Regions from separate parts of the Anas platyrhynchos genome. Here region 2 is linked to region 1. Evidence: chromatin contacts called from public Hi-C data. All regions are on one chromosome and are shown on one strand. Each heading gives the region's core, a stretch centred on a gene start, on an enhancer-like site or on the middle of the called end of the contact. The rest is flanking DNA. Distances are from core to core; before and after follow the strand shown.

Region 1 (6,298 bases), core at 964-3,463:
TCCTGTGGCCTGCAATCGAAACACGCTTGTTGGGTGAAGCCCTCATCACACTGACGTCAGTGGCAAGATTTCCAGTATCTTATGAAAGCCAGCTCTTCACTGCTGACATTAGGTGCCATTAAATAGGCAAGGGATAGAAGAACAATTGGGGCTGACCTGCATTTTGCCCCTTTTTTGAATAATTTGTGGAGGGCAGCAGTGGCTGAGCTCTTAGATCACTACACGTGGTACATTAAGAGCCCATTTCATAGAGGAAAGGATTTCTCTGTTGGAGTGTGGTCAACGTCTCGTGTCACACAGAAATCTGCATTAACGGAGCAGAGTTCGTTAGAGTAACTGTGTTAGCTTTATTCAAACCTCTCAGCAGGAATTCAAGTCCAAGAACAGGCTGAGGTAAATGCAACATATAAGAGTGCGAATTACTAGATTGGGCTGGCTACTAAACATGCATAAGGTAAGGCAGCAGTGACAAAGTCCCTGTGCAGTGAGAGTCTTCTGTGCTGTGGGTTTCAAAGTGTCCAACTCCAGCAATGTGGTCAGAAATAACACTGCTTTCCCGTGCCTTCTCAAACATCTGGACGGCTGCTTCCTAGCCAGGGAGGTGTCTTAACAAGTAACTGAGAGGGCCTAACAAGAAACAAGCTATCTTCAAATAAAGCTATGCTTCTTGTGAACTGGGAACTTTTCCATCTTTTTCCTAGAAAAATCATGTCCAAAATCTGGAGGACAGGTGTTGGTGGAATGTGGAGCTTGATCTGTTCAGGGCTCGTAAACTCGACTGGACAACATGCCCGTGTTCTCCTGAGCCTAGCACCTCCTCCTTGTGCTGGTGCAGCTTTTTGAAGCAGTCTGCATGATTGCTCTTCAACTAGGAACGTTTCATTCCCATAAATTTATTTGCCACTGACTGGTCTTGACGTGAATTACAACACGATTCAGCATGAATTCAGCAGATAAGCTGTTCAGGTACATTGCTTCTAAGGGGAGACCTGAGTGCTGAGCAGCTTGGGGCAATGAAATAATTTCAGTGACGTGCTGGGGAAGCAGAAAGGCACTGCAGAAAGGGGTGAAGAAGCTTGCAGATTGCTTCACCATGCCAAAAAGGAAATACTCTTCAATCAGCAAATGTGGCTTGTTGACAAATGCGCAACATCTGCAGTGCTTATGAAGCTCATTTGCTCAGTCATTTTCCTGTGGTGTAATTAACCATTTTGTTTGACGTTCATAAGAACATTTTTGATGGTCTAGAATGTCTTAATTCTCTGACATATCAAACTCCTCAAGAGCTGGCCTGACCTTTAGCCCAGGCTATGGTTCTGGATAATTCTTGTGCAAATATCTGCCATGCCAACCGAGTGCGAGGAAACTCGAGTTGTGCTAAAATGCAAAAAATGGCTCATGCTCAGGACCATTGCTCAGCGCCTTCTCTTTAATCTGTGTGATGGTAACCCTACACATCTGACCCCATCAGGATACTCTCAAAGCAGTACTACCAGGAGCCAGTTTTAGGAAAAAAAGATGATAAATGGTCAGATGAGCACCTTTTGTCTCTGTCCCCGTGAAACAAGAGCACCTTGTGCCGTTTGTGGTGGTGCCCAGAATATCCTACAAGTATTCCTTTTTATGGGAACCAATAAAATCATCTTTAAAGAAGTCTGCGACTAGGAGGCAGCTGAAAACATGAATAGGTAATCCACGATGTCACTTTTAGATAGACTCTTAACAAAGTTATGAGGAAAATAAATCAGGATCATCCCGAATCATCTCCCAAGGATCATGTCTGCATCACTCTGGGCAATTAGCTGGATTTTGCAGGTGGGATCAGCCCAATCTCCTGGCCAGATTTTTCCGGCTATGGGGATTCCCCTGCTTTTCCTAAGTGGCACAACCACTTGGTCATACTTGGTCATTAGCAACTGGTGAGAGATAAGAGAGGCTGACAGGTCCCTTGCCAGTTTGCCTGACGAGATGTAGCTCTGTTCTCCTCATGCGCTGGTGCCTCCTGGAAGTGGGCACAGGAAAGGGAGCATGAATCAGGGAAGCCCAAGGAGAAGGAGTAATTTGAAAAGCATTTATCTGTGGTGAGGTTAGTGTGTCAAGAGTTTGATCTGATGACATAACAAGAATAAAAATACATGTTGGAACATAAGGAAAATATGCGATCTGCACAGCTCATCCTGCTGCTCTGCACGGGTGATAGGAAAGGCATTCTTCTTGGGTACTGAAAGTAACACTAAGCTCGCCTTGTCATTGGGAAGTGTCAGATCTGACCCTGGTCCCACCGAGTGAGGATTATTGCGGCGGCTGATTGAGGTGCTTTGTGCAAACAAGCAGCAGAACTGACGATACCTGCTTTTCAATGGACGTGAGTTTTGTAATTGGATTCTCTGGCGTCTAATTAGGTACACAACCAACCGAGGAAGTTCCCACAATTAGGGCCTTTGTGACTTCTCCCCCTCTGCCATAGGTTCTCGAGTGTGTCATGAAAGTTTGGTTGACAAGTTCTGATGGGAATTTCTATCACTCACTGTAGAAACCATCAGAAACCATCTAGGAAGTACTCCGAAAATGGCCAATACTCAAAAGATGCCAGGGGAACAGAGGAGTATAGAACAAATGAAGCAGCTTCAGCCCGTGATAGACTTTTTTTTTTTTTTTTTTTTTTTTTTTTTACTAAGAAAACCAGGCTGGATGCTGCCAAACAGATGTGAAGCTGGATTTCAGTCATGTTCCACTCCAGGCAATCATCCAAACAGAACAATCAAATTTTCACAGCAAAAGAGCTACACAGACAGAATATCTTCTCATTGTCCATGGCAGCTACAGACCCATGGCAGTGAAAAGGACACTTAGCCATCCAGGATCTATTTAAGCCTGTTGGTACTCGAGATGGGTGGAAGGGTGGGAATAAAAATACTCAAAGAAGGACAGAAATGCCAAAATGTTGCTGTCACTCTCAAAGAGAGTTGGGAATCACTGTCACTGCTTGGGCTATCCCTCATTAGGAGAGAGCCAGGTGCCGAAGGATGTCTGCTGAGCACGGAAGGAGCAGTGGGGCAGCTGCAGCTCCTCATTACTCCTCCAACCAGCCTTGCAAACCTGCCTGCTTTGCTTGTCTGTTGCCAGCTTTCTGATGTCCAACCTTTTCCTGACCAATGTAAGAAGAATTCAGTTGACGCGTGTCCCAAAGGAGTCTCACCGTGCAGATGTAGACCAAAGGGATTGTTTTTGTCCCAAAAATGCTTTTGCCACACCAACCGTCTCCACGCAGTGCAGCGTCTGTGTGAACTGGGAAAGGCCAGGTCAGGTGTTGCAAACAACAGATACTGTGATACATCCGTATGGGTCTGACTGCACATCTGCAGGGTGGATTTATTACTGGAACAATTAGACAATTTGTGAAGCACGTCTCACAAGCAGTTTAATTTCCATGTTCCCCAAATTTCACTTTCATTAATGGGAACCTCCACCCTGCTCATGTTTGCTGCAGAGGCTGGGAATTAACTTAATGAGGCCACCACAAAAGTTGTCATGACCAGTATTTAACTTCAGAAGTGAGTTTGCCTGAGGAACTAATTAGCAGCTGGCTAATTGGGGCTGAAATAGATTGTATCGCCCTTGCTTTACCCACAGCCTTCGTGAAAACACGGGACAGAATGTGTTTTTCAAATATATAGTTAAAACACTGTTGCTCCTTTGCAGTAGGCAAAATGACAGAAGTGTTACCAGCAGGGCCAAAGAGCCACATGGTTTTGAGAAGCCTGAGACAAACACAGAGCTTCACACCTCAAAGAGTGTTGCCATCTGACCCACGAGCTGTGCTGGCTCACCTCCTCGTGGTCCTGCACCCCTCATTGGAAAAGGAACCGGAAGGCAGTACAAAAAATTAGGCTGCTATGTGGAAACACATTGTTTTGTTGTTCCAACCCCTCTTGTCTCCAGCCTAGTTCTGTTTTCAGGTGACTGCTGTGAAATTTAAGCAGATGATGGAGCCTCAATGCTTTTCACATCAGCCTCTCACATAATTTCATTTCGACACAAATGGGACCAAACAAAAGAGGCTCAGTCCCAGTGCTCTCACACCAGAATGCCACTAAGACAAAGGCACAATGAGGGCTGTAACTGTGGAATGGTGACAGTGCTGATGGGCACGGTCTATATAAGCCATTAACTAATTGAACTTGAAAATCTGGTGTTATCCAGATAACATCCGTGATGTTATCTGATGATGTGAACACATGGGAACAGACACCAGGCATATTTAACTAAATATTTATTTTTTAAAAGCAAAACACCATAAGTAACAAAGGAGAAACTCTTAATTAGGAAACACATGTAGCAAACAATACATTAGAAAAATCTTCCGTTTAAGTTACAGGCACTTATTACAATCAGGCTGGTTGTACAATGATGTACCTACACAATAATTAGATATAAATAACTAGCAGCTTCTTTGACATTTGGAGAGGTTGCAGTTAGCAGATGAACAGAACCCATAAGGTCTCACTGTGAAGACAGTTAATTACCAGTAATTACAAAGAGGCTGAGATTCCCCCTTCGTTTTCACTTTCTGCTGGACAGAGCTATGAAGCGTGAGGAAAACTATGTACGTGCATTTCCCAAGGGGGATTTGGACTATAGCAAGTAAACATCCACCAGTGCAACAGTCAGTTTTATGTGACTCAATATAAATTATGACATTATGCCATACAAAAAAAGACATCACTTGTCTAGGGTTGCCATGGCATGTCTAAGGTGGACATCGCTGCCTGCGGACATCCCAAGCCCACCAGCGGCGTGCCGATGCTGCAGCCCGGCAAAGTTTGTGCGTTGAAAGGCAGCAGGGTGGTTGCTGGAAGTCTCCTTGTGCCATGCCTCACAGCAAGGATTTAAAGGCAGAAAATGAGTAGATCACTTAAAGCTGGGCTCTAAGTGCATCCAGGTACCATGGCGTTAACGAAAGGTGCCAAGCCCAGGCGCGGAGTCTCAGGAGGTGTCCACTGAGGGCTGAAGCCAAGAGCGTCGCAGGAGCCCCTTCCCCATCAATTCTGTGCCGAGCTGCAAAGCAGGGGCCAGGAGCTCAGCAGGGCTGGTCCTGGTACCATCCCATCCCATCCCATCCCATCCCATCCCATCCCATCCCATCCCATCCCATCCCATCCCATCCCATCCCGCTGTACCTGCGGAGGAGCCTGGTAATCAGCAGCTGCACCCAGGGCGCCGAGTGGTTCAGGCACACCGTCTTGCCCGCCTTTGTGGTGGCTCTGCAGGGTGAGAGGGGACTCAGGAGGGGCTCTGCGAGCCGAGGGACCCCGGAACGGGGACAGGGACAGGGACTTGGCACTTACATCACTTCGGGCACGGCGCAGTGCGGCCCCGCGGGGATGAGCTCCAGCCCGGCCAGGCGCCGCGGGGGGATCAGCTCTGTCACAGTCTGCACGCAGCGGCACCGCAGCTCCCCGGCCAGCGGCGCACCTGGGGAAGGGGGCACGGCCTCAGCGAGGCTCTGGGGCCGTCCCTCCCGCCCCTTGTCCCCCCGTCCCCCATCCCCTATCCCCCCTAAGCTACGTCCCCTCTGCTCTCACCCCAGCAGAGCGCGGCGCAGGTGGCCAGGAGCAGGAGCAGGAGGTGCGGGTTCATGGCTCGGGATGCCATCGGAGGTGCCACGGAGCTGCCTGAGCCTCCCCGCTGCCTGCCCCTGCTTTTATGGCCCGGTCGGGAGCTGCCGGGGGTTTTCCCCGGCGTGGAGAGGGGCCGGGTTCACCGCTTTCGGGCCAGGAACCCCGGGGGCTGGGCGGGACAGGGTTCCCCGTCCGTCCCCTCCATCCCCTCCGTCCACCAGGACATACAAGGGCTGGAGCTCGCCTTGCTGGCGACCTCTCGCCTTCACCCAGGGGGGACTTTTCCCCCCACTCACCCCTTTCTGCACCTGCCGTTTGAGAGGTGCGAAGCGGTGTTGCCTGCAGATAGGTGGCACTCGCGTTTGCGTACCTGAAATCCCCTCCTGCAAGCTCCTACTTCGCTTCTCTGCGGATAGCTCCCTCTCGGTGTTCAGTACACTCAACAAATTTTGCTAACTTCTGCCCTGAAGCAGCGAAAAAGCAGCTTTCTGGGAGTCTTTAGAAGGAATTAGATGTTATTTAGATTTATTTATTCATAGATTTAGTCAGAGATATAGAAACATTGGCAATTAGCTTTGATATGAAATAGCACTTTGCAGGGTTGCGTTTTGTTCTGCTTGCAGCTGATGCTTTTTGCTCTTTTGCATGAATGTTTGTGAACAGACTTCAGAGAAATG
Region 2 (7,074 bases), core at 4,387-6,886, 66 kb after region 1:
TTATTGCAGTCATTCACCAAAAGAAATTCCGGATGAAAAGCATTTATCTGTTGCAGAAAGAATAAGAGTAAGTAAGGTTTTCATATTGATTTTTGAGTATGTGTCTGAGAATGTGATTTGATGCCAGTACAAAGCATGAGCAGGGTGGCACAAGTTAAGACAACTAATGCATCGCTTGCCTTCTGAAAACAATCAAAATTATACTTTATCGTTCAAGCAGAACATTAAGGCAAGTCATATCATACCATGATGAGTTCCTCCCACTCCTTTATTATCCTCTCCTTATTTCTTCTCTGAATCAAAGGTATTTCCCAATAATCCACACCTACAATACTGTTTTATTATGTTTTGGACAGATTAATCCAGAAAGGAACAGTATTTCTCATTAGCATGCAGTCAAATTAGGGTTTCTGTGAAGGACTTCTGGAACTTATTTTGAGATCTGGAAATAATAAGGGTTGAGATTTCCGAGGTGCTCATTATTATAGAGAGGTTTGTGTTTTGTTTTGCTTTTTTTTTCTCTCCCTGCTGTAGTGCAGTGCTGATCATTTTATCTTTAGGGTGATTCCTATTTTTTGATGGAGTCCCATTTTATCTTGTGGCTCGATGACAGCGGAAGTGAAATAACCAAGAAGGCAGTCCAAGAACTGTGCTGCAGCAGCGTGAACAAGAGATCAGGGCTGAGGAAGGCATAGGAATATCATCTTTTGGCATCCCCAAAGTTGTATGCCTCAAACTACATCTTAAGTGGCAGTAACGTGGCCTAGAAAATTACTTACTGTAATCCATGGTATGAGACATCAGGCATGCTGCACAGGCGGGCAGATAGCATCTGAAGGATTAGCAACAATTGCTCTAAAGCCTCGAAGAACTGAGGTGCCATCAAGTAAGTGGTAAGACAGCAGAATTATAAGACATCATGACGTTTTTATTGCAGCAGGAAAGCTACATTTATTGAGCCGTATACATTAACATGTAGATCACCTCATTTCTTGGCAAGTTCAGTCATGTTAACTTTTCCTGCTAGCAGCCATGGGCATGAATTAAGCAAGTGTTGGGCATCTCTACAACTATGCTCGATCCCTTCACTCTGACAGAAACCAACAAGGACATCAGGCACGCAGCACTGCTCAGGAAGCAGTCAGATCACACTGTTATTACTTCTCCTTTACAAAGACTATCACAACTATCACATTACAGCCGGAGCACTGGGCCGCATGTGGCTGCTGTAGGAGAAAAAGAAAACAAGCAGGCTGGAGGCAGAAGAGCAGTTGCGTAAGGCAAGCAACAGGTGCCTCACATCCTTCAGATCGTGAATATGTCTCTCAGTGATGTTTATCTGCAAAAGGCAGAGCAGCAAAATTGCATTTTGGCAGTTTTGCTGGGTCCTGTCCTCAGGCAGACGTGCCAGCCATGGCTTGTTTCAAAGTGAATCATTCCTTGTGGGGACATCCACCGGCCATTGTCATGTCATTTTACTTCGAGAGAGGAACTTTGTAATGTCTTCCAGCAAGACAATAAAGCCATACCACATCCTGTTGCAATCTTTGTGTTACACGGTGTCATCCTGGCCATCCTGTGTAGGAAGTCACTTCTGCACTAATGACACGCAAACAAGGACGCCATCATTTTGAAACAGCAGTGGTGGTCCCTCCTCAAGGACAGCAGGGCAGCTTCCTGCCTAGGAGTTGTAATCAGTATTTTAACATTTCTGCTCGTTGAGAGTGCTTTTCTTCTGAAAACACAGCATTGTGCCACATTTCTACCTAAGGTCCCGGTGTAGTTCATTAGCAAGTTCAGAATAATTTTCTGTCCCTGTAAGAGGTTGCATTAGATTCTCTCTTTCAGCATAAACCCACAGGTCAGGAACAGAAGAGAGGGGACATGTGCATGGTTTCTGACAGCACTTGTGCTCTTACCAGATGCCATCTGATAGCGTTTAGTGCAGGGCTTACCACAGGTTGCAAAACTCCAGCACCTGACCACAAGCATCCCATTTTCCTAGCTCTTGAGGAGTATCAAGAACAGCATCCCCTTACCCACAGCAGGGCTTTTGCACACTGCCACAGCAAGGCTGAATAATGCTGGCAGTGACTCAGCATGCTCTGCACGCTGCCCGCTTGCAGCGCCACAGTTCTTCCAAGTCCACGGAGCCTTTCCACACCCTTCAGCACTCTTGCACAATCAGCTGCTAATGGCTATGGTCCTAAGCATCAACGATGAAGCCAGAACCACAACACCAAGACCAGAACCTGAAGCTCCCATTCCAGCATCGGTGTTTGACTGGAGAAATTGTCTGAAATTCCCTCCAAAGACCCAAAAGGGCTTTGTGAAAAGAGAACATGGGCATGTGTATTTTCTGTCTAGTTCATATCTAGTATGGGTTAACATTCTACAGGCAAGCTATATTTGATATTTGAAGTTATACACTTGAATCTGCATGTGGATACTTAGATAAATGACCTAGTTACAACATCTGCTCTGCGTTTATAATTGCTGCTGAGGTTGCTGGATATCTGTAACAGGGGTAATCAAGACAATTTAAGTACCTTGCTTAAGGAGTGCCCATGTAAGAACATGGGCCTATTAAAAATTATCAGGTTAAGGCAAGTCCCTCATGAAATAAAAATGTTAAGAGCCACCCAGGACAAAATGAGCACTTCAATTACATTTATTGCATTTACATGATGTGAAACATTAAGTCAGAGGAAAGACAATCATGTGCTTGAAGCGCTAACCTGGAACTCAGGAGATTTCAGTCCACCTCTCGGCTTCACTGGAGAGTTTTGAGTCTCTGGGATTATCAGTCAGGGTAGGATCTGCAAAGACGCAACTGTCATCCTCTAAGGTGATTCCAGAGCAAATTAATTACATTTGAAGATTTAGGCTTTATTCCTTTGTGCCTGACTTCCCCACTGTAAGATTACCTAGCTGCATAGCTAGAAGCTGCCTGTCTCCCAGGACATGAATTACCGTGAGTTACCACAGTTCTTTTCCAGAGGTTCAGAAAAAGAAACACTCTAAGGCTTACAGCCTGAAGAAATGTTAGTTTAAAGGCCATAAGAATTCAACAATTAATGTTTTTATTTTAGGTAAAAGTGTGCACCTTTACAAAATGGGAAGAGGGGATTGCTGTAGGTTATGTGATTAAACGAATGATTAACAAAATTCTTAGACATAACAGGTACAGACTTCAGACAAGGCAAGTAAATCTAGGTTTTCTTTTTGCAGGCATAGGATTTGCGAGTTATCAAGATTTAAGACATGGATCTGGAAGATCTTTGAAAAAAAACACTCTCATTCTATCTGTTGTGCTTGAAAATAGGCAGCTTAACAGTATGAGCATAACTTTAACACTTCAGGCACTTGAACATTTTCAGATTGAAGCTGAATATGGGATTTAGTAATGCAAAAGCTTGCTTTCTTGCTTTCTACATTCTATCTACTTTACAACCCTCTAGGAAGGATTCCAGCAATACCTTTCACCCTCACTGCATTTCATAAACTAACACAAAAAATAGTATTTATGTTGGATTATGGTTTTGCTCCACACCTTAGAACAAGGAAATTTAGCTACAGCTGACACCCTGTTTTTCAATGCAAGCTGTTTTGTTTTCACAGTAATGGCAGTGATAAACACTAGTTGGAAGTTGAATTTCCTTCTAAAAACTGAATCAGGTCAAATGTAAGATTTTGATGACTTCTCTTTTGCATTACTTGACCTGATACTTAATTGGAGATTACAAGGGTCTTATTCATCCCACTGAAGTCACTGGGATGGTTTCCCTTCTGCAGTATTCACTTGTGAAATCTAAGATTTTTTCCCTTTGTCTCACATGCCTTAACAATATCATTTAAGTTAAAAATACAAGAAGGATTTTGGGCCAGTATGTGACTTGGTGCACATTTCAAACGCATAGTCATTAAAGGTATTTATGACTACCCTGTAGTCGTGCATAAGCCCTACCACCACTGCCATTTCTGCAGCATCAAATTCCTTTTAAATACACGCAACCCGGCGGTCCTTTTGAACTTTTTATTGTTCTCTCTCAGAGCGTGTAAGATAAGCAAACATAACAGGGGTACAGCTGTGAAAGGAGCATTATATTCCACTGTAATCTTTTACTTCAAAAAGCCTGAGATCATGCTTTACAAAAGTAGACCTCATTAAAGAGATGTTTTAGGATGGTATTGACTGAAGGAAATTATTAGTAACACTGGAGATAAACAGAATCCACTTGAGTGCTTCTTTATATAAACATGGATTGCAAAGTAAAGAGTCTTCCCGGTTATTATTTGAATACCATTATATAAATATCTTCCTTTTCCAGTTAATACCTAGCGTGAAACAGCAACCAGACGCTAGCATTAGGAATCAGGGCTCAAATGTAGTAAAGTGAATCAACAACACATTGATGTGAGGCCCCAAGAGCCAGCTGCTCCCCAGGGACCAGGGAGCCAAGTACAAGAACCCAGCTGGCAGGGCAGGAGCCTCACTGCCCAGAGCCCACCCCACCACAACTGAACGAGGTGAGCCAGGCAGGCCCATAGATCACAGCCAGGCTCAACCCAGAGTCAAGATCATGGCAGTAAAGCAAGTCCAAGGTCAAAGGGGAAAGCCAGTTCACAGTACAGGGGAGCAGAACAACACAGTCCTTGACCATACAGGTCCACAGATGACGCTGAACAAGACACCTACTTCCAACACAGTTCAGGAAAAAGCTAAAGCACCAAAGCCAGAGCTTAAATGAGCTTCAGGGCCCCTGGGCATGGGGGTGTGTATGGAGGAGGCTGCAGATGAGGCCAGTCAAGGCTATTAGGGCCAATTAAAATCACAGAATCATTAAGGTTGGAATAGACCTCTAAGATCACTGGCACTCTCAGAGCCCCCAAGAGCAGGCAATCCGTGGTGCAATGAGATCACTAATGCTAGAAAAGCTGTTTTGGCCTGCTAGTCATTTTTAGAGGGCTTTAATGAGGTTCTTGAAAGACTCAGCTGGAAATACTGAAGGGGCAAATCTTCTGCAGGAACAAAAAGCTGTAATAATCCACAGCATTTCTTCCTTCAGTTGTAGAGTAGGAAATTTCAAGTTTCAGCTTTAGAAGGGACCTCTGTGCTTTTCCTGAAGGCTTGCTTTCTTCCCCTATCTAATAAACAGAAATAAAATTCAAACTAAATCATTTCTGAAAGGGAAAAATACAGAGGCTTTTCTTCCAGTTCTGGCACACCAGTAAAGACTTTTCAGAATCTCTTTGCCTCCCATCTTCAAACAGCAGCCAAGCTGTAGATATATTGCTTTATTTGAATTGTATCCAGTACACACCTCTCAGTGTAAACAGTCCTTTACTCTGTGAGAACACCTGCTCAGTGCCAGATATTGAAGGGATTTTTAATCACAAGTGCTTTCTATGGGCTTGATCTTGTGTCCTTTGTCACCAGTGGCAAAACTTCCTAGCGCTGTTTCATGGTCCAGTTGTTGGCTGTGGATGCCTTTGGTTTTGCTGAAAGCTCAGAAGTGCCACTAGTCATGAGATGTTAGACTGAATTTATTCACATTGCCCAACTAGAGGTGTTACCTAGACGCAGCTTGTTAGCACTAATAACCATTGCTCACTTTTTTTTTCTAGGTCAGTGGCTTTTACTGTTGTAGCAGGAAAGAAAAAATGCTGAAGCACATGCCCCAAGACATGATGCAGAAAGAGATGAAACATTTCCCCCCACATTTGGTAAGGTATTTGTTTTTCAGCAAGACACAGCAGTACATTAGCAGGACGTTTTGATAACACCAAAAGTGTCATCAATTAAATGAATGTGAAAAAGGTAAAATGCCTGAAATATGATCCCACTTCCCCTGAAGATTTTCAATTGTATGTTTAAAAGCTTTGTGACCTATTTTAAGGGTCTGCCCCAGTACAAGGACTAAATTGGTTTCTTTAGGATAGCTTTGAACCAACGTAGAGAATGATCTGATATTCATGTGATTTTCACAACGTGACAAAGAGGTGCTCACGTTCTATTTTATGAGGAATATCATTTATGATACAATATTGAAAGCAATAAGCAGTGACAAGTTACTGCACGCATAGACAAACCACCCAGGAAATAGCAAGCTGTTGAGAGTTCCTCTTCCACACAGGTGCTCCATTGTATTATAAAGCCTGTTCTGGAGTTTGTGCTTGCTGTGGTTTTGCTGTGTCAGCTTCAGGCATATCCACCTGGTCCTGGAAGTTCGGATTATCCTCATGGGTCATAACCCGTAAGAAGCTTACGTTTACTAGAGAGACATGTCACACATCAGCCTCAGTGACAAGTGTATGATTGGGAGGATGTCACCACATCTAAGCCTCTAGCAGGTGATTCCATGCTGGCAAACCTCCCAAGGACTGCAGCACACCACTAGCTCAATCATTTTGTGCTCATAGATCCAGCAGGCAAGAGTTCAGTGCTATATACAGTACTGGGACCTATCTTGTTTAATATCTTTATTGATGACCTAGATAAGGGGATTGAGTGTATCTTCAATAAGTTTGCAGATGACACCAAGTTGGGAGGTAGTGTCAATCCGCCTGAGGGTAGGGTTGCCCTTCAGAGGGATCTGGATAGGCTGGACTGCTGGGCTGAAGTTTAACAAGGCCAAGTGCCAGGTCCTGCACTTTGGCCACAATAAGCCTACACAGTGCTATAGGCTTGGGGCAGAATGGCTAGAGGACTGTGAAAAGGAAAGGAACCTGGGAATGTTGATCAATGTTTGGCTGAACATGATCCGGCAGTGTGCCCAGGTGGCCAAAAAGGCCATTTGCATCCTGGCTTGTATCAGGAATAGTGTAGCCAGCAGGAGCAGGGAGGTGATCGTCCCCATTTACTTGGCTCTGGTGAGGCCACACCTCAAGTCCTGTGTTCAGTTTTGGGCCCCTCGCTACAAGAAGGACATTGAGGTGCTTGAGCAAGTCCAGAGAAGGGCGACAAAGCTGGTGAGGGGTCTGGAGCACAAGTGTTATGTGGAGCAGCTGAGGGAGCTGGGATTATTTAGTCTGGAGAAGAGGAGGCTCAGGGGAGACCTTATTGTACTCTAC

Evidence for each region. A called contact is a pair of places that touch in the nucleus more often than the background predicts.
Region 2: a contact with region 1 is called in a Hi-C map of skeletal muscle, with 2.7 times the contacts expected there. The contact joins the promoter of RASSF6 here to the enhancer-like site in region 1. A contact is called at or near these places in 2 of 8 Hi-C or Micro-C datasets (skeletal muscle and subcutaneous adipose tissue).

Annotation. Positions count from the first base shown.
Region 1 is chr4:50,021,603-50,027,900 of IASCAAS_PekinDuck_T2T, forward strand. No RefSeq gene overlaps it. Among named protein-coding and RNA genes, the nearest start is that of IL8, 33 kb to the right of the region's middle. Within about 2 kb of position 2,214, at least 2 of the 8 cell types and tissues checked have an H3K27ac peak or open chromatin away from gene starts, as enhancers often do.
Region 2 is chr4:50,084,153-50,091,226 of IASCAAS_PekinDuck_T2T, forward strand. It overlaps RASSF6 (Ras association domain family member 6), which reads left to right and starts at 5,637. Exons shown (of 12, transcript XM_027457022.3): 1 at 5,637-5,727.